Linked DNA regions of Sus scrofa: region 1 is linked to region 2. The links are chromatin contacts, called in public HiChIP or PLAC-seq maps. All regions are on one chromosome and are shown on one strand. The core of a region is the stretch at or near the end of the contact, and the rest is flanking DNA. Distances in the headings are between cores, read along the strand shown.

The links. HiChIP or PLAC-seq counts read pairs in DNA pulled down with a chosen protein or histone mark.
Region 1: an H3K27ac HiChIP or PLAC-seq map of skeletal muscle shows a contact between it and region 2. The contact joins the enhancer-like site here to the promoter of LOC110256380 in region 2. A contact is called at or near these places in 4 of 5 promoter capture datasets (fetal liver, fetal skeletal muscle and liver), 11 of 47 Hi-C or Micro-C datasets (embryonic fibroblasts, fetal heart ventricle, fetal skeletal muscle and 5 more) and 2 of 2 datasets of contacts at active chromatin or transcription factors (alveolar macrophages and skeletal muscle).

Annotation. Positions count from the first base shown.
Region 1 is chr1:269,566,491-269,573,899 of Sscrofa11.1, forward strand. No RefSeq gene overlaps it. Among named protein-coding and RNA genes, the nearest start is that of IER5L, 110 kb to the left of the region's middle. Within about 2 kb of position 4,626, at least 29 of the 83 cell types and tissues checked have an H3K27ac peak or open chromatin away from gene starts, as enhancers often do. A contact at or near this core is called in alveolar macrophages, fetal liver, omental adipose tissue and 1 more, where this site is marked.
Region 2 is chr1:269,454,091-269,460,954 of Sscrofa11.1, forward strand. LOC110256380 reads left to right here and starts at 1,361. Exons shown (of 3, transcript XM_021070004.1): 1 at 1,361-1,837; 2 at 4,760-4,884. The coding sequence starts at 1,376. IER5L (immediate early response gene 5-like protein) reads right to left here and starts at 1,434. Exons shown (of 1, transcript XM_005674588.3): 1 at 1-1,434. The coding sequence starts at 1,220. The coding sequence ends at 9.

The DNA.
Region 1 (7,409 bases), core at 3,376-5,875, 120 kb after region 2:
GTTTTAGAGGAACACGGAGCTCTCTGGGAGACTGGGGACATGGGGGTGGGTCTCAGGAATCATTTGCTTCCAGAGTCTGCTTATGACCTTCAACCTCATGCAGACTCCATGATTCAGGAGCTTGCTCTCCCCCAGTGCTGGATTCCCCCGGTGCTAGACAAACACAGGAAGAATTTAGGGAGAGGTCATGTACTTCTCTTTTGAAGCATTCATCACAGTTACATAATCATGTCACTTCTCCTTGCTCACAGAACCTCAGTCTTGTTTGGGGAACACTGAGGTCAGACCCAGGGGATCAATCAGTTCAAGCCATTCATGGCAATCTGGCTCCCCTTTTCCGGGGACTGGGGCAGGGGTGAGCGTTTGACTCAATTCTGGTCAATAAGCTAGAAAGATAAGTCTGCTGGGGGCTTCTGGAAAGATTCCCTCCCCCTACAAATAGAGAGAGCTGTTGGGATGCTGGAGTGTGAGGATGTGATGCCTGGAGCTCTGGCAGCCATCTTGTTACCATGAGGTGACAAATTTGAGATTAAAACAAGAGACAGAACAGGGATAGCAGAATAAAAGGGTGGAAGGCACTTGTTGCCATGTCACTTTATGTGGCAAAACGAATTTTGCAGATGTGATTAAGAATCTTAATCTTGGAGTTCCCGTCGTGGCGCAGCAGAAACGAATGCAACTAGGAGCCATGAGGTTGCGGGTTCGATCCCTCACCTTGCTCAGTGGGTTAAGGATCCTGCGTTGCCATGAGCTGTGCTGTAGGTCGCATATATGGCTCAGATCTGGCATTGCTGTGGCTGTGGTGTAGGCGGGCAGCTGTAGCTCCGATTAGACCCCTAGCCTGGGAACTTCCATATGACGCGGGTGTGGCCCTAAGGAGCAAAAAAAAAAAAAAAAAGAAGACGAAGACAGCACAGCACCTGTGTCTCCGGCCATTGTAAGTGGGCTAATGTGTGATGTTCTGAGCCCATGGGAAGAGCTCTGTGGGTGTCAGCTCTTGCCGTCGTTACTGAAGACTCTGTCTAATTGATTCTGATGCCCAGAGAAGGTGTTACGTGGGCGTGCAGTCATCACACCAGCAGCCCAGCACCCAATGAATTGGGGGTAAGAAGGCTCAGTGATCGTGGGTAGGATTTGAGGCATGGAACGACTGCTCCCAACCCTTTAGGCACTGAGGAGAAAGGATCTAACGACTGAAGGCTTTGTGATGAATGCACGGAATGAATGAATGAAGGAGTAAATGAATAAATGAGTGCATTGGAGACCTGGAGGACTCCCTTGCCTGACAGTGAAATTCTGTCTCTGCGCTGGGCAGAGCTGCTGCAGCCAGGCCTGGGGAGGGCAGGGAACCTCAGTGTGCTGATGGAAACCAGGTTCTCCCAGCCAGGGGAAGGGCTCAGAAAGTATGGCCAGTGCCCAGTGGCCCCTGTGTCACCTGCTGATGGCATGGACCAGACTTTGATGTGCTGTGGTGGGAGTGATCTCCCAGCTTCCTCCTTGGGGCGCTGGGGGCTCCCTCCCCAACCTGTGGTCCTTGCACCCCCCCACCCCCACCCCTGGAGAAGCTAACTGTTGTTTGGTACAATCCAGGCTCCATGGAAACCACCCAGACTCAGTTAATCCCCACTTCCTTTGCTTTCAGCAAATCGGGGTTTATGGGACTCTCTGGGAATCACAGTTAAGGTAAAAACACCGGTCAGCCTCAGGGCCTGCCAGGGGCATTAATCTCGGGGTGGCCATCGCCTGTCTCCGTTTTATGTAGTGAGTGACCATTGCTCAAGGCAGCCTCTTTTTTCCTCTTAGCAATTGTGAGGGTTTGGGCAGAATGCATCTGCACGAAGCAGGTGCTAAGTCACAACCGGCCCTGGACGTGCCTTTCCACGAGTGGCGGGGCTGCGGATGAGCACCGGTGCTGAAACCAGACAGACAGAACACCTTGGCTAAATTGTGTCCCTGAGCCTCAGTTTCCTAACCTGAGAAGTGGGGGTGGTGACAACAGCACATCTCAGAGGCCTGGCAGGACAAGGGGAGGTAGGCGCCCGGCCTGGCACTGGCACACAGCAGAGGCCCCTAAATGACAGCTGTGATGATGTCACCCAGGGCTGTGTTCACAAACCGACTGAAAATTTGCAAAGCCTGTGGTGGGCGGGGCGGCAGGGCCACTCCCCACCCCAGCTCTGGGCTGGGCCCCCCCAAGCAGCTACTGAGTGTGGCTGGGCTCTGGGGGGATCCGGGCAGTGTGGGAACAGATCAATTACACCACAGTGTGAGGTCTCCAAACATTCCATCGTGAGTGTTTATTGCTTTGATAATGGGGGGTGGGAGCCCCAAAGACCAAACAAACAGCACGATGAAAGAGATAGAGAGAGAGAGAGATGGATCGGGCTAGGGCTGTGACCTGTGCTGTAAGAAAAGACAGCCAGAGCTCTCTTTTTTTGTTTTGTTTTGGTTTTTGTTTTTTGCTTTTTAGGGCCGCACCTGTGGCTTATGGAAGTTCCTGGGCCAGGGGTTGAATTGGAGCTGCAGCTGCCGGCCTACACCACAGCTCATGGCAAGCCAGATTCTTAACCCACTGAGTGAGGCCAGGGATCAAACCTGTGTCCTCATGGATACTCGTCAGGTTTGTTACTGCTGAGCCATGACGGGAACTCCAAGGGAGCGCTCTTGATACAGGGCCCAAGAGATGATGCCCCAGGGGAAGGCAGGCCTCCTGTGTGAGGTCCCATGGAGGCCTGAGAAGAAGGAGCGATGGGTCAGACCTTGCCATCAATGAGACAGGGCTGGACCCCAGGGCGACAGGGCCTGCCTGCCATGTGCCAGCTGTGGGCCTGGGGGAGGAAGTTAACCTCCCTGAGCCTCAGTCTCCCCCTCTGTGAGATGGGCGTGAGGATGAAAGGCGTTAACAACCAATGGTGCCCGGGGCTGAGCCTGGCAGAGGGGGCTCTGTCTTCCTGTTTCCTGGATAAATTGGAGGGAAAGCCCCGCCCACCCACAGGCACGCCCCCAGTGTCTGCAGGCCCCCCAGCTTGTGGGAGCAGACTGGAGGTTCAAGTTGGGGTCTCCCCTTGTCTTTATCCTCTCCCCTGCCCCCTGCTTGTTGAAGGGGAGAGGATGCTTGGAAGAGTCTTGTTCCCACTGCACCTGCTCTGATGATGTGGCTGAGGCTCCTTGAAGGCGGGGTGGCGGTTTTGGACCCCTCCACCTGTGGCCTCCACTGACAGGTTGGGGAGAGCTCTTGGGGGCCTGAAGTGTCCAGAGACCCCTGCCTTGGGGGACAGAGGCTGACAGTGATGGGGCCTCTTCCCCACTGGGGCCCTGCCCTCCCCTCAGCACCATCAGCTGGACCCGGGCTGGTTTCTGCTCTCTGGGCAGACCCTCAACAGCAATCCTTCTGCCAGGACAGCCCTGGCACCACGGTGAGCAGGTGGCCAGCTTCTGTCCACACCAGTGGCACCCGTGGGGTGGGCTGGGAGGGACAGCCTTGAGAGAGGTAAGGATACAAAGAGCTCAGGACCCGCCCCCAGACAGGTGAGTGAGTCTGGGCCTCTGTCTCCCTATTTGTCCCAGAGGCTAGGGCAACCTCCCTGCCCCTGTGGTTCCCAAAGTCCCAAAAATGCAGCTCTGCAGCCCCCAGCTCAGGGGGTGGCAGGTGGGGCTGGAGTGGGGGGATGACAAGCGACAGGAGGACAGGATGCCAGGCTCACCTTTCTGAGAACTGACACCCAGGGGCGCTGTCCTTGGTCCCTGGCTGTGTTAAGGGACGTGACCCAGTTAGCTCTCATCTGTAAGGACGTGGGTACCTCTACCCAGAGCGAGGCCAGCAGCCTCCTGGAGCACCCCTGCAGCCTCCCTCCCCATCTGCCTCACTCAGTCTTCAACCAGGGAAAACAGAAGCAGCAGGAGATCTATGTGAAGGAATCTATTGCAAGGAATTGGTTATGCAATGGTGGAGCTGGCTAGACAAGCCCGAACTCTGAAGGGCAGGCTGGACCTCTGGGCCCTGGGCTGACGCCGCTGTGTGTGGGTGGAATAGCTTCCCCATCGAGGAGGCCTCTGCTTTGCACTTAGAGCCTTTCCAATGATGGAATCAGGCCCTCCCCGAAAATCTAGGCCAATGTCTCTCAAAAGTCAACCGATTATGGACTGCAATCACATCTATGGGGCGCCTGCAGAGTGACCCTGAGATTAGATTGGAGAACTGGGGACTGTAGCCTCTCCAGCATCGCAGCACCTCATCCCCTCTCTGTCAGTGGTTTCTTGCTCCTTCCAGCTTGAGCATCGCTCTCAGATGAGCTGCCCCCAGAGCTGGGCAGTGCTCCCTGCTCTCCTGCGATGACTTCAGCTGGAATCCTCAACCCCCAGCCCAGTTCCTCCTCCAGCCTTGCATCCTTTGTTGTGAAAAGCTCCCTTAACCAGCCTGGGCAAGCCCCCAGGGAGCCCAGCCTGGTGTGGAACCGCCAGCCTGCCCACTGCCCTCAGGAAGCTGCCCATCTCCTGGGGGACGTGTCAGAGCCCGGAACACCCATCTGCCCTGTGCCTCTGTTTTCCGGGCCTCCTCTGGGTCGGATTCCCTGGTGAGGCTGCAGCTCTGGGCTGCAGGAAACCAGCCTCGTGCTTGTTTTGTTTCGATTGCACAACCCTGGAGCAGGAGGCCAGAGCGGACATCTGCTGTTTTGGCCGCCCGGCACCCTCACCCTGTCTCTTTCTGGCGAAAGTCCTCCAGTTGCCTCATGGGGAACTCCCCCCTGTGTGTGCAATCCGGGGACTGGGCTGCCGGTCCAGATGCTCCGAGCTTCCGTGCCAAGGGATGGGTCAGCAGCCCGCCTTCCCTGAGCTTGGGTCCCTCAGTCCTCGTCCTGACGGCCAGCCCCAAGGGAGGTCGCTGAGTGTCCCCTGCTCTCCAGGAGGGCCTGGCTGCATCCTCGCTGGGGCCCGTCTGCATCCCCTGTGTTCCCTTACATTCTGAACCCCCCCCCCCCCCGGTCTGGAGATGGAGCCTTTTTCGGATCAAGGCAAACAGAGTCCACTTCTGTTGCTTATAAGCCCAGACACCCGACTGACTGGATCTGAAGGTCAGTCCCGGCTCTGTCCTCCCTCGCTGTGCGACCCTGCGCGGGATGGTCCCCCTCCGACCTCCGTTTCTCTACCTGCGCATCTCAGCTGGCCTCCAGGGCTGACGTCCCTGAGCCTGTGGCCACCTTGGCCATTGCAGCCGACGGGAATGGGTGCATCCACTGTCAAGAATCAATTGAGGCCTTCTCCGTCTTGACCCTGGGGTCTCTGGGGTGTGTTTAGTGGGAGAGGAGAGATGGTAGCTGCAGAAGCCTTGGCTCTACCTCCTCCTGCGCAGTGGGGCCGTAAGGACCAATGTACCCTGTATCCAGGCCTTGCTAAGTCCCAAGTACCGTCAACTTCGCAGTTAAGCTGCTGCCTTCATAGGTGATGGTCCGTTTCTTTTGAAACTGTTATGCGCAAATTTTTGAGAATCTGGTGAAAGCTTTGGATGTTCTTCTTAGACCACAAAATATCTCTCTATTCCTTTCTCTCGCTCTCTCTCTCTCTCTCTCTCTCTCTCTCACACACACACACACACACACACACACACACACTTTAATGTACAGTTTCGGGAGGGACTAGGAATAGGTTTCCAACGCCTGTCCTAACCTTCAGGCCAGCAGCCTCCGCACTTACAGGACAAATAGCCAGCTCTGGCACACAAGGCAGGGGCTGGGCCCTACACAGGGTGCTCTGTGAGCAACAGCTCCTCCACCTAAAGAGAATGGCCTCTGTGGTAAGGACCGCTATGCTTTGCCAGACTCTCTGGTTCATGATTTTCCTCTTGGGCACACAGCTGGACTACATTTCCCAGCCTCCCTTGCAGTGGGGGCGTGGCCACATGCCAGAGCGCTGGTTAATGGAAAGTGAGCCGAGGGCTGGCCTCTCCCCCACCCCTTTTACGAGCATGAAATTCCTTCTATGTCATCTTCCCCACTCTCTCGTCACCCTTCCTCAAGACTGTCACAGGGGAGGAAAAGGCCTTCGAAGATGACGAACTACAAGATGAGGGAAGCTGGGCCCCTGAGTTACTGCGTGGAGCAGGACTCCCACCCGCCCCTCCTCCAGCCCTCAGTAGTGACGTGAATAAGAAAGCAAGCTTTTTGGGGGGTTGGGGGTTGGTTGTATCCGTGAGCCCATCCTGACTAATACAGCATTGTTTACTACCTCCATCCGGGGGAGCTGCTCTGACTCCATCTTAGGTCTCCTTTAAAGGAGGGAGCACCTCCACTGCCTTCAGCCTGGCATCCCTGAGGCTGGAGAGTGTGTGCTGCGAGCCCTGTGCTTGGTCCCCACCGGAGCACCAGGCATCTTCTCTGGGGTCCAGATTTACCGCCCATCTTGGCCTTGCCCCCCCCCCCCCCCCGCCGCCCTTGGGCCCCTCTACCTGGCGTTCCCTCATTTCACGATGTCTATAGCCTGTGGTTTCCCTCTTCCAGCCTCTGGCCTCCCATTCCTTTGGCCGGGGTCTGGGGTCCAGAGACCAGTGTGCAGTGCCCACTGTATCTAGTTTTTGGGGTCCCCCAAAGCTCCTTGAGAGCAGAGCCTGGGGATGGTTCACTGCAGAACTTCCTTGGGACTGTGAGAAGATGAGCATGTAGGGGGGCTCCTGAAATGCTGTGGTCTTGCCATTTCACCCTGAGAGGGTCGGGCTGGAATCCCATTTTCCTGGAGCACCTGGTTCCAGAGGGAGAAGCTGGCCCTGGCCTGGGGCTCATTCCCTAAGTGGGCTGTAGCCAGGCTCCAGGAAGCTGGAGGTCAGGAGTCTGGGCCTGGGCCACCTCGCTCTGGTCCCATTTCCTAAGTGCAAGGTGCACCCCGATCCCTGCCCCCACCCATCCCCACCTGCCCTCACCCAGCCCTACCTGCTGGGAGATGGACACAGGTCCAAGGTCATGATCCTTCCACTGGGGGCCGCCCTCCCCAGCACTGTGCCTCCAAGGGAGGCCCGGCCCCCACCTCTTTAATACTATAATTGGTCTCCAAACTACCTTTAGCCTGCACTTGTCTTCATATGAATAATGTTATAGCAACATTAACTCGACTCGCAGTACATGTGCGCCAGGCCCCAGGCTGGGCCTTTTATACCCTAGATCTTGCTGGTCCATCAGACGACGAAGAGAGGAATGGTGCCCCATCCCCATGTCACAGACGAAGTCAAAGTTGAAGTTCACGAGCCCCCTTCCCAGCAGCCCCTGGGAGCAGCTGCAAAGGCAGTGACCACCTGGCCGCCCAGGACTGATTCTCCCACTGCAGCAGTGAAGGGAGAGGAAGCTGCTGGGAAGAGAAGAGGAAGTGGAGTCCCTTCCCAAGGGGGCTCTGGGCAGCTCCCAAGCTCGTCCTCCTTGGCTCCG
Region 2 (6,864 bases), core at 111-2,610:
GGGGGTCCCTAGAAGGCGACAATGGCTCGAGTCCAGGCGCCGAGGCTGGCGAGCGCCTGCTTGGCGCACAGCTGCCCGTTGAGCGGCGGCGGCTGCTCGGAGGAGTCCGGCTGTCGGCTCACCAGCCCCGAGAAGCCCGAGCCAAAGATGGAGATCAAGTTTGAGATGTTGGACGCGTCCGGGGACGAGTCCGGGCAGAAGTCCTCGAAGCGGGCGCGCTTGCAGGGGGCAAACGTGGCGCCCCCGGGGGGCTCGGCCCCCAGGTCGCCTGCATCGTCGTCGTCGTCCTCCTCCTCCTGGCCAGGGTAATACTTGCGCTTGCAGCCGGCAGCGGACGCCAGGCCAGGTCCCGGGGCGCCCTGGCCACAGCAGGGGCAGTGGGCGGAGGCGCAGCAGTCCTGGTGCAAGTAACCGTTCTCCACCGTGGTCACCACGTGAGTGTCCAGGTCCAGCACAGTGGTCTGGCTGCTGCAGTGCACGCCGAAGTCCGAGGGGGCCGGGTACGCGCCCCGGTAGAAGCCGGGGGAGGAGGCGGGGGCCGGGGAGGCGGGCGGGGAGGCGGCGGCAGCGGCCTGAGGGGCGGCCCCTGGGGGCGCGGAGGGCGCGGAGCAGGCTGCCGAGGCGCGAGGGTCCCGCGGGCAGAGCGCGGCGGGCGCGGGCGGCGGCAGCGGCGCAGGACCCGGCTGCAGCGGCTCCAAGGGCTGCCCGCGGTGGGGCGCGCCGTGCGGCGGCTGGAGCGCGGCGCACCCGGGCAGCTCCGAGAGCGCCCCCGCGCCGCCCGCGGGCGCCCCGGCCGCCGCCGCGCAGCCCCTGGGCGCCGGGTGCTGGTGCTGGTGCAGCTGCTGCTGGAGGTGCAGCTGGTGGAGCTGGTGGAGCTGGTGCAGCTGATGCCGGGCGGCCGGTTCGCGCGCCTCCGCGTCCCCGCCGCCGCCAAGTTGGAGCGGGCCGAAGTCGGCCGCGCTGGCCGGCATGCCCGGCGCCGCGTACGCGAGGTGCTGGTGCTGGTGGTGGGGCGGCTGCTGCTGTTGCTGCTGTTGCTGCTGCTGGCGCCGGTAGAGCTCGGCGTAGCGCTCGCTCAGGTAGAGCTGGCGCGCGTTGCGGAGCACGTAGGACACCAGGAGGTTCTTGTGCAGCTTGATGCCGCCGCGCTGGGTCCGGGAGCTGTGGATCTTGCGCAGGGAGATGCTGATCAGGCTCTGGGCGTCCAGGGCGCACTCCATGCTCCCGCGGAGACGGCGGCGGCAGAGCAGCCGCGGCCGCTGCTGCTGCTAATGCTGCTGCTGTTTCGGCCTCCAGCCGGCCTCCGGGACGCGCCGGGCACGGGAAACGGAGCCCGGGTCAGCGGGTCGGCTGCGCTCTGAGAGGAGCCGCCACCATGCGCTGCGCGCCACCCGCAGGTTCGTGCTCCCCAGACGGCGCCAAAGCAATGAGCCTCGGCCGGCCCCGGCCCCAGCTATTTAGCTGGGCGTCCGGGCCCCGCCCCACACCTGGTGAACCAATAACAGTGCCCAGAACCTCCCGAGTGACAGACGCTGCCCGCCCCGGGGCCACTCGGCTGGCCAATCAGACCAAGGCGGTTCCTTTGTGCTATTCAAATACCGAACGGACCCCGGGCCTCCAACGCCGTCGCTGCCTCGAATGTTCTCCTGGAGCCGCCGCGCAGCGCGGGACTCGGAGCCGCTGGGGCCGCTGTCTGCGACGTGGGTCGCCTCGCACCCGCCACGTTGGAACCCGCAGCCGCCCTCGGCCTAGTTCCTGGGAGCCGGGGGTCGGCTCACCTGCGTGCTGCGGCGACGACTCCTCCCCCTTCCGCACGGCTGGGCCTCACCTGCGGCAGGTGCGCACGGCTCCCACTCCCGGCCACGCGGCACCTCCTATCTCACCTGCTGCCCCTGAGTGACCCGTGGGACCCAAGGCCTTTGCAAGAGACTAGTGGGGCTGCCGGCTTGACCTTTGAGGACCCTCTGGGGGGAAAGAGATTTCAAGGTACCCAAAGCCGCGGAGAATGTTGGGCCTGATGCCTTGACTTTTTGACGGAGAAGCCCCAGGGAATACTTGGGGAACGGCCTCCCACCCCCTTTGTCTGATGGGAGAAGCCAAAACCTGGTAAATTTTGGTCTCCGCTGGTGGAGGAGTCTTGAGAGTCTTGGGCCTCAAACAGCTGAGGTCTAAACGAGTTCTGAGAGCCGGCATCCGCTGTCCTAATCACCAGTTCTGTAACCTTTCCTTTCCTCTCTAACCAATAAGAATGACAATAGGGACTATTATGTGCCTAGAATGGGCAGGCCCCTGCCACAAACGCCCTGAATCCTTTCTGGGGACTGCTTGCAGAGCAGGGACAGTCTCAGAGCAGTGGGGTTGACTCGTGGGAAATCACACAGCTCCTAAAGGGCGGAGCTCAGATTCGGGCCAGGACTGTGAACTCCAGACAGGAGGCTGATACCATGGGCTGAGAAACTCACCTGCTTATCTTTTGTTGACAATGTTTTGCCTTTTTTTTTTTTTTTTTGGCAGAGCTTGAGGCCTATGGAAGTTCCTGGGGCAGGGATCAAACCTGCACACCACAGCGACCTGAGCTGCTGTAGTGACAATGCCAGGTCCTTAACCCACTGCACCACAAGGGAACTCCACAAGGGATGGGAGGAGGTCCCAGGAGCAAACTTCTTGTTGTTTCGCCCTCTCCTTGGGTCTGCTCTTCTCAGCATGCTCATCCCTTGGTGGCTGTGAAGGGACCCAGCCAGCCCATCCTGCACTCTCTGGCTCTCCCTTCAGTCTTAAGAATTCCCCAGGTTTCTCCGTTTCCTCAGCTTTTCAGCATCTACTCAGTGCCAGGCATCCAGGGTAAAAACAGATTTAAGGAGCACTTACCCCATTTTTTAGACAAAACTTGGGGCACTGAGAGCTGAAGGGACTTGCCTAAGGTCCCACAGCTCCAATCCAGTGCTCTGGTCTTTCCAGGCCATCCATGACCAATCTCGAACCGGTCTGAGCTTCTGGGATCAGAAACACCTCTTCTGCTCCCCCCACCCCCCAACCCAGAGGAGCCAGGATTGACATTTTAGAGAAACTGTGAGAAAGGGTGTCTTACTTCCATTCTATTGGTGATCTGATGATAGGAATCTGCAAGAGTGGAGGTTGTTTATGTGATAATACCTGTAAGAATAAAAATATACTGCTCCTAGCTTCCCTAGGGCCTGTCTTTTAAAATTTTTGGCTGTCATGTTTTTAATTAATTTATTTTTAGCCACACCAGAAGCGTGTGGAAGTTTCCGGGCCAGGCATCAAACCCGTGCCACAGGAGCAATCAGAGCCACAGCAGTGACGACAATACCAGATCCTTAACCTGCTGCACCACCAGGGAACTCCCTGAGAATTTTTTTTTTTAATGTCTGCACCTAAGGCATATGGAAGTTCCCATGCTAGGGGTCAAATTGCGGAGCCGCAGCTGCCAGCCTACGCCACAGCCACACCAGATCCAAGCTGAATCTGCGACCCCTACCATCGCAGCTTGTGGCAACGTCTGATCCTTAACTTGCTGAGCAAGGCCAGGAATCGAATCTGCATCCTCATGGATACTAGTTGGATTCTTAACCCCTGCACCACAGTGGGAACTCTGAGAATGTATTATTCCTGCTGATTTTGGACCTTCATTCTGTCCTTGCTCCGAATTGATTGGGGGGGAGGGACTAAGACTTTGAGTCTATGTGTCTTGCTCAAGGTCACTCAGCCAAGAGCTGGTGAAGGCAGGATTTGAACCTAAGTCTGTTTCTGGGACTGGAGCTCACTTGAGGTTCTCTGCAATCAGCACTTTCCTCTCCCCGCCATGGTCAGCCCTGTCTGCATGGCCCCACTCGTTGGGTCCTTCTCTCAGGGGCCTGTGCTCACTTGGTCTCCTTTCTTAAGATCTGAAAGGTAGACTGGGGAGGGGTCGAGGCGGGGGGGCCGCGCTCAGCAGTTGTCTAGCTTAATAAAAACCCTTGATCTTTTTTGGGGTGGCCTGGGGTGGGGGGGAGTTGCAGCTGTTGTAAGAAAACACTTGCTAAAGGAGGCAATGGAACAGCTGAGCTGCGTGGTGCCCTGAGAGCAGTGAAGGTTGCAGGCACACACAGTAGGAATTCACAAACATTTCTAGAATGGGCGGTCACACACAAGGCTTCTGTTCGGATGTTCGGTGGCTCAGAGCAGGTACTATAGGCTGTTCAGGGCGTCGAATGCATACATGTGTGTAAGAGTAGGCGTGTGCACGCGTGTGCAGGGGGGCAGGTCTGAGTGAGACAAGGCTTCTTGGGTGAAGGGCTGGCCTCATGGGTCTGGGCACTTGAGAAAGGCTGGCGCGCTCACCTTTCCCCCAGGAGCTGGGAGATTACATCTGGCCCTGAGTCACTGCTCCCTGGAGGAAGTTAATTAATGCCTAAATATTTACTGAGTGTCTGCGGGGACAGTGTGGAGCAGGGCACAGAACCTATCAGGACCTGGGCTCCTGTCAATTTCTAGGTGGTGTCAGCCTCACCTTGGAGTCGTGAACACCTTGAAGAGGCTACGCACGCTGGTGGCACCTTTTGGTCACCCAGCTCAGTGGTGGGAGGTATGCTAGGAAGGTTCCTGGTCTGCAGTGGGACTTGCCTGGTCGGCTTCCAGGGACTGGTTTGGGGAAGAGGATGCCGAGGCTAAAAGCTTCTTTGAGGGTCTTGTGTTGAGGGCATGGAGGGGGAGAGAAATTTCAAACTTATGTATTCATTCCTTTGTTTATTCACCCCAGAGATATGTCCAGAACCCTGCTCTGGAATCGCTGCAAATGGATCGGGGACAAGATGTGATCCTGCCCTCAGGAGGCCACGATTCAGAGGGAAGCAGACAGATAAGCAGACAGGATGATACCGAGCTGTAAGTCTGCCATCAGAAGCGTGAGGAGTGGGGTAGGGGGGTGGGGGCGGGGTGGAGGAGTTGGGGGAGGGGCCCCCAAAGCTGCCAGGAGACCAAGGAGGGGGAGGGGCCTTTTAGCACTCCAGACCTGGTGGCTGTAGGCACTGAATAAATACTTGTGGAAGAAATCGCTCGATCCGTGTAAGTATGCAGAAGAACGTTAGAATTGGAAGCACCCAAGGAGTTGGGCCGCCCTCCCCTCCAGGTTCCAGAAGGGTAAACTGAGGCCCAGAGAGGCGGAGGGATGTGTTGAGGGTGTCAGCCCGGAGCTGGGGCTGGAACCCAGCTGTCCCACTTCCCAGTCCGGTTCTGGCTGCCCCAGCTCCATGTCTCTAGGGCTTGGAGTGGGGGTTGCTCTGTGGGGAGTGAGATTTGGGACTGCGGGCAGCGGCAGAGAAGGCATGGGGCATGGCTGGCTGCAGGTCACTGCTGAGTTCCCTCTGAGGTTGCAGGGCCAGTGATGCTTGGACTCGGGAGCCCTGTGTTGCACCCCAAGAGGGCTGTTCTGTGGCTGATGGGCACTGGGGCTCTTGGCGGGGATTCCAGAGCTGGGGAATCCCCTCTCCTTCCCTGAAGAACCAGCCTCCTGTCCCTTTCCCAGACACAGGTTAATGACCTGTCTGTGTTTGCCCAGCATGGTCCTGGGCAACGGGCTTGGTGCCCGGGAAGACATCACGGCCCTTAAGTGGAATGTGGAAGATTGACAGCGGCCTGGCTTTTTGGAGCTCGTGTTCTGTGCCAGGCACGAGGCCGAATGCTTCCCCGGGTGGTCTCCTTGAAGCCCCACACCAAACTTTGAGGCAGGCTTGGCCGTAATCTCCATTTATGGATGAAGCCACTGAGGGACAGAGAGCTTGGGTAGCTTGCCTGGGGTCACACAGCAGGGAAAGAGAAGTAACTCTGATCCCAGGGCCCTGGGGAAGTGGGGGCACCGCGAGCAGCAGAAGAGGAAGGGAGACCCCCGCTCTTACTTTTGGATTCGTTGGCCTTTTGAACGAATTCTGTGCTTATCGATGGAATATGCAGAGAGGACAGATGTGATCTCTCGTCTGGGGTCTCTGCCCAAGCACCTGGCACAGGCTGGGTGCCCATTTGCTTGTTCATTCATTCATTTATTCATCTATTCATTCCCTCACTCAACGATCATGGACTAAATACTGGCCGAGGAGCAGGTGCTGTGCTAAGAACACCAGGCGGCTCTCACTGCCCGAGCAGGGCTGAGGATCCTTTTCATCTCTTAGGCCCACTCTGATTGATTGGTAGTGTCTGTCCGGAGCCTTGGTTTGGAAGGCATTTGCCTTGTGCTACAGTTGATTGGTGATGTCTGCCAAGGGCTCAGCTGGGAGCCTTCATGGCAAAGCTGCCGGGTAGCTGCCCCTGAGATGAGGATGGAGTGTCTGTTCATGGCTTTGGGCATCTGGGCTGGTCCAGCAGACGGCGCGGGGACTGGGGGGTCAGGAGAAGTGGGCTCTAGCCCCAGACTGGCCTGTTATCCTCAGGCAATGCCCCTTGCCTCTCTTGGGCCTCAGTTTCCTCATTTGTCTTCTTCCTCCAGGAGGTACTTACTGTGAGCATCAGATGACAAAAAAGTGCTTTGAAGAGTTGAGAGGATTAGTATTAAAATGAAATGGAAAATGTCCCCCCTCCCTCTGTTTTCCTTTCTCAAAATCCTGCCAGAAGCTGAGTGTGCTGGGCAGGCCAGAGTTAATCCTGGGCTGGCTGTGCGTGCGTGCGTGCGTGCGTGCGTGTGTGTGTGTGTGTGTGTGTATGTGGGTGGGTGGGGGGCGGCTCAGCGGTTCCTGGCTCCGAGTTGTTTTTATAACTCACTTAGTACAGACCTTTGTCCCCTCAACGGCCTCAGCTGGGAGTTTCTAAGCAGTGAGAAGCTCCTTGAATCTTAGGAACAGAATCTTAGAATTTTTTTTTTACATTTGAGTGGTG